Linked DNA regions of Podarcis muralis: region 1 is linked to region 2. The links are chromatin contacts, called in public Hi-C maps. All regions are on one chromosome and are shown on one strand. Each heading gives the region's core, a stretch centred on a gene start, on an enhancer-like site or on the middle of the called end of the contact. The rest is flanking DNA. Distances are from core to core; before and after follow the strand shown.

The links. Hi-C and Micro-C count contacts between places; a contact is called where the count stands out from the background.
Region 1: a Hi-C map of blood shows a contact between it and region 2, with 5 times the contacts expected there. The contact joins the promoter of LOC144329014 here to the promoter of ABCC9 in region 2. A contact is called at or near these places in 2 of 3 Hi-C or Micro-C datasets (blood and tail).

What each region holds. Positions count from the first base shown.
Region 1 is chr10:65,109,906-65,112,784 of rPodMur119.hap1.1, reverse strand. LOC144329014 reads left to right here and starts at 1,574. Exons shown (of 3, transcript XM_077935314.1): 1 at 1,574-1,728.
Region 2 is chr10:64,924,353-64,927,052 of rPodMur119.hap1.1, reverse strand. It overlaps ABCC9 (ATP binding cassette subfamily C member 9), which reads right to left and starts at 1,307. Exons shown (of 40, transcript XM_077935308.1): 1 at 1,186-1,307.

The DNA.
Region 1 (2,879 bases), core at 325-2,824, 190 kb before region 2:
TCTCTCCCCCTCCCTCCCTCCCCCCTCTCTCTCCCTCCCCCCCTCTCTCTCCCTCCCCCTCCCCCACTCTCTCTCCCTCTCCCCCAGCAGCACCGGAGCACAGAGAGGAATTAGAAAGAACGACACTCTGCTTGCCTGGAGGGGCGGGGCTTTCCCTGCTCTTTGTTCCGTTTCAGCAAACACAGCAACGAAGCAGAGGAGGGTGGGCAGTAAGACCCTGAGGCAGAATGCAGGAAAGCTGCCACTTCCTCTTTTCAGGTTTCCCTTCTCCGTGAAGCGCGATTTGACTTTTGCTTGATTTTTTGGCTCCAGGGACCACACATTCGCTCTATAACACGCACAGACATTTCCCCTTCCTTTTTAGGAGAAAAAATCTGCGTGTTATAGAGGGAAAAATACGGTATATGAAGACGATGTATTGCTGGTACCCAACTCCTACTAAACTAGCTAAAATGCATAGAACTGCTACAGATACATGTTGGAACTGAAAAGAGAAAGAAGGCACATTTTGCCACACGTAAAAAAGCAAAGGTATATTGGGAAATGATTTATAATGAATTGGAAAAAATGTTTTAAATTACTTTTGTAAAAAAAAACCTGAAGCTTTCTCACTAGGAATTTTAGGTCCAGAAATACCAAAGGATCAGAAGAGACTATTTATGTATGCTACAACATCTGCGTGGATGCTACTTGCCCAAAGATGGAATGAGGACAATCTACCTACAAAAGAAGGATGGCAGGTAAAGATGATGGACTACGCCAAATTGGCGAAAATGACTGGGAAAATCAGAGATTAAGAGGTCAATAAATTTAACAAAGAATGGGGAATTTTAAAAAGTTACTTAAAAAGAACACTGTAAACAATTGAAAACATTAGCAGGATTTTGAAAACACTTGCAGTGAAGAGAGAACGATGATAAAAATTGAGTTTTAAGAAAATATGGAGAATAGGATATGATGCAGTTTGAAAAGAATATCTGGGGAAACCATGGAAGGAAGTCTGGGGATTCTGAGAATCCTATTTGTAAAATGATTATGATTTATGTATGATGATAAATGCTAAAAGTGAAAATGAATTTTAAAAAAGAAAAGAATATATGTGTCCATGAGCCCTTTGACAGCTTGTGCAGGAGGAACAAGTCAGCGGGCAGAACAGGGCCCTTCAGTCCCTGCTAGCTTCAAAATATGCCCCTTATCCAATGTGTGCTGGTGCGTCACAAGGTCGTTTTTGATAGGGGAACCAATGTCCCCACTGTGGAAGGACGTGTGGATCCAGAATTGGCCTCCACAGTCACTTACAGACTCATTGTTAAAACCGTGTTTATGGAAGTCAATCTTACTCAGCTGTAAGTGATCGCTGAAGAAGAAAAAGAAGAAGAAGAAGAGTTAAGCATGGACAATAAGTTTGCATAGGATGAGAGTCCTGGTCCTGTTCTGTTCAAACTTATAGCTGAATTCTCAGCTGAGCCCGAGAACACGGCAAGTGTTTGACTGCACTGCAAACACTGTTCAGCAGGCGGCGCTGTTGTTATGATGATGATCGGTGCTGGATTGTTTTGTGGGAGCAAAAGAGGGTTCCACTTTATTCTTGCTATTAAATCATGGTTGGTGTGAACCTCACAGCTTCATGAAGCCTACAAAAAGAGGATCGGCAAAACAGTCTTCTTCACAGAGGGCTGCTGCTTCGAGAGAGAGAAGCGGAGAGAGGCAGATAACTCCTTGACTAAGGTGAGTTCTTTGTACTCTGAAGTGCTAAGAGTCTGGCATCCATAAGGACCAGCTGCAAAAATTCTCAAGGCAGAATTAGTTCCTCAATGTTATTTCATGCATTCGTTGAGATCGCCAGAGGCATTTCTCTCATTCTTTATTGCCTTTTCCCCTAGCTTTATTTATTTGTTTTCATTCATTGATTCATTCATTCAAATTCACACCCGAGTTAGTTAGAAAGAGCTTTAGGAAAAGTTCTGTTAGAGAAATACAGTAATGCATCACTTTACTTGTGTGTACTTTGTCTAGCATTTCACGATCTGTTTGCCGCTTGTAAAATGCAAAAACTAAAGACATAATGAAAATGAATGACTGCAGATATGAATGAGATAGATGCGGTGGGGAAAGCATTTTTCATTATAAAAGTCTGTAAGCATTGCCAGTGCTTTCTCTGGGGGGTACGCATACAGCTAAACATTTTATGAATCTAAGTTTGGCCTCATTGAGGGGCAGTATTTCAATATGAGTAGGAAAATGGAGAGTACCCCTAAACATTTTTTTTAGAGGAGAAAAAGCACTGAGCATTGCTATTTATTTGTTACGGTCTATAACCTGCCTTTCCAAAACTACACAGACACACACACACACACACCAGAGAGAGAATTCAAGGTGGCTTAATGGCTAGTTGGAATTAGCTACTTTCCAGATGACAATTAAGTAAGATTGGGAAAGTTTTGAAAACTTATGAGCACCAGACCAGTATAGTGAAAAGAGTATAATATATAACAGAATCTCTGGTTCAAATCTTTTCTTAGCTGTGAACTCATAGAATGTCTGCCAGTTTTTTTAAAAACACACACCGTTTTGTTTTTTCCAATGTTAACAAACAAAGGGAAGTGAGGGGAAGGGAGGAAAAAGAATAGAATGCAATAAATTAAAAACAAAGACATCATGTATAATACTAACAGTAACAAAAACAAAACAAAAACAAGCTTTTGCCAGATTGACCTATAGCACAGAATCATTGTGAGGATACCGTGGTGTATACGCAGATTCTCCGTGTACATGGCTCTGAGTTCCTTGGTTAAAGATCAGAACTCAGAGGAACCCAGGAAGCTGCCTTCTACCAAGTCAGACCATTGGTCCATCTGGCTCAGTAGTGCTTGCACTGG
Region 2 (2,700 bases), core at 58-2,557:
GGGCGGGGCAACTCATGTAAATTCTACCTTTGTACAGTAGGCTAGTTTCTGTGCCCTCTTTGTCCACCGTCCAGGCAAGCGAGAGGCATGATCGGAATTCAAGGACACATTCCAGGCAGGGAAAACACTCAAGGAGGGTGCAAGGCAGGGCCAGTGTCATGTGAGCTGGCTGGATCCACAGGTGGCAGGCATCAGCTGGGGAACCCCCAAGGGAAGGTTTTCGGTTTTGTTTTGTTTTAAAAAAGATGGCTTTGCCACAGATTGAACCCAATGACTTTTTTTTTTTGCATATTAAGCCGTCTGCCATGGTTACTTCATAGTTGAACCTGTGTAGTACGCATGTTTGATCCATTCCCGTTTCATGTTATGAAATATACACATGACACCTCACATTTTAATCATTTCTGACATCCTCTTCTATTTTCAACAATAACCATTATTACAACTGCATACAGTGGTACCTTGGGTTAAGTACTTAATTCGTTCCGGAGGTCCGTTCTTAACCTGAAACTGTTCTTAACCTGAAGCACCACTTTAGCTAATGGCGCCTCCTGCTGCCGCCACTGCACGATTTCTGTTCTCATCCTGAAGCAAAGTTCTTAACCCAAGGTACTATTTCTGGGTTAGCGGAGTCTGTAACCTGAAGCGTATGTAACCCGAGGTACCACTGTATTTTCACACTGAACTGGTGTCATTGTTTCGGGAATATAATTAAATCTATATATTAAAAAATTAGTCTAGTTTGGCCAAAAGGAACTGGTTTTTTCCTCTGCACCGCCTATCTATTTATATATGCTGCTAAGTAGCTGTTAGTCGGTGCTACACTGGAGAAACCCCATGATTTTTAGCAGCTTGTGAAAACAGTGCTGCATTTGCCTAGCTGTTTTCTGCATGCTCCCTAACTTTATTCTTCGCGTAACAGAGCTTGAAGAAACTAGGAGTCCCCTTTTCTCAGAGCGCCTCTAGCACATGGGAAATGCGGTCGGTATCAGTGTGCCTGGTGCCTGTGCAATTGTCATGAGCTCTCCGCAAATGCACGCTGCATTGCCTGAAACATTTTGTGTGACGTTCATTCTACAGCAAACCTTCCAAGTTGGCAATTGCAATCCCATCTCTCTCTACCCCCCACCTCCACCTCACGCTTTCCTCCCTGCCATCCCCATTCGCCTATTGAAAAGGGCTTACCGGGATCTATTGCGGCAATCTGAGGAACCCGGGTGGACACAGAGATGGCTCTCCAGGGATGCCATCTCTGAAGACTGCAGCATGAGGTTTATGGAGCAAGACACGCTGCCTACTGCCGCCGGCTCAGAGCATGCAGACGGGGAAGCAGAGAACAACCAAAGCCGTCATTTAAGCGCTTGCGAAGACAATGCCGTTCCCATTAATGTGCAAGCTTTATGCTTCAGCCATCTGACCTCCTCCAGGGGTGAGATGAGGGCACTCTCCTTCTCTGGCTTAAAAAGAAAGCAAAATAAAACGCTTTCTGTGGAGCTGGAGCAGATTAGACACATCGGCACAGCTGGATTTCTATAGGTACACTAGACACCCTATCGGTTTCCTGGTTTGCACGCACATCTAAATGGATTATGTGCATATTCTTTAAGAGTTTTCAATGCAAATAGCATTTATTTTTATTTGTATACTGCCCGGCATACAGATATGTTGCAAGATGCTTCACAATAGGAAAATCACAGGCAAGGAAGACCACACAATGAAAGTGCTCTCGGAAAAGACACATATGGGATTAAAGGCGATGTCAAATGAGGCTCAACCCACTAATATCCCTTTAGTTGGAAATCTATGAAATGCAGCTCAAACATCATTTGCTGCGACATGGCGATCTGCTCAAATTCCCATTGAAAGAGGATGGCTTCGCAGGGTGTTGTGAAAATGGCAAAATATCCAGATCTAGTGAAAACTAGGAGATGGGGTGGTGGGAACAACAATTTAAAGAAACACGATTTCCCTTTGTCAGTCATAAGGAACAAAGGTTTAATTTAGAATTACCTGGCGACTTTTCCACCGCTGAGAAAACATTATTAAAAGGTAAAGGTAAAGGTACCCCTGCCCGTACGGGCCAGTCTTGACAGACTCTAGGGTTGTGCGCCCATCTCACTCAAGAGGCCGGGGGCCAGCGCTGTCCGAAGACACTTCCGGGTCACGTGGCCAGCGTGACATCGCTGCTCTGGCAAGCCAGAGCCGCACACGGAAACGCCGTTTACCTTCCCGCTAGTAAGCGGTCCCTATTTATCTACTTGCACCCGGGGGTGCTTTCGAACTGCTAATTTGGCAGGCGCTGGGACCGAACAACGGGAGCGCACCCCGCCGCGGGGATTCGAACCGCCGACCTTTCGATCGGCAAGCCCTAGGCACTGAGGCTCTGACCCACAGCGCCACCCGCGTCCTGAGAAAACATTATTAGCATAATTTATATTATATTTATATAGATTTTATCAATGCTTAAATGTTTATCTATTTAAAGTGGTTTGTTTCAGATTCAGTATGAACTTATGTGCATCAAAGTGGTGGAGCATAGTGTGTGTGTATATAGATCTCATTATTACACAGGAGCAGGTGGCACTGTGGTCTAAACCACTGAGCCTCTTGGGCTTGCTGATCCAAAGGTTGGTGATTTGAATCCCAGCAATAGAGTGAGCTCCCGTTGCTCTGTCCCAGCTCCCGCCAACCTAGCAGTTC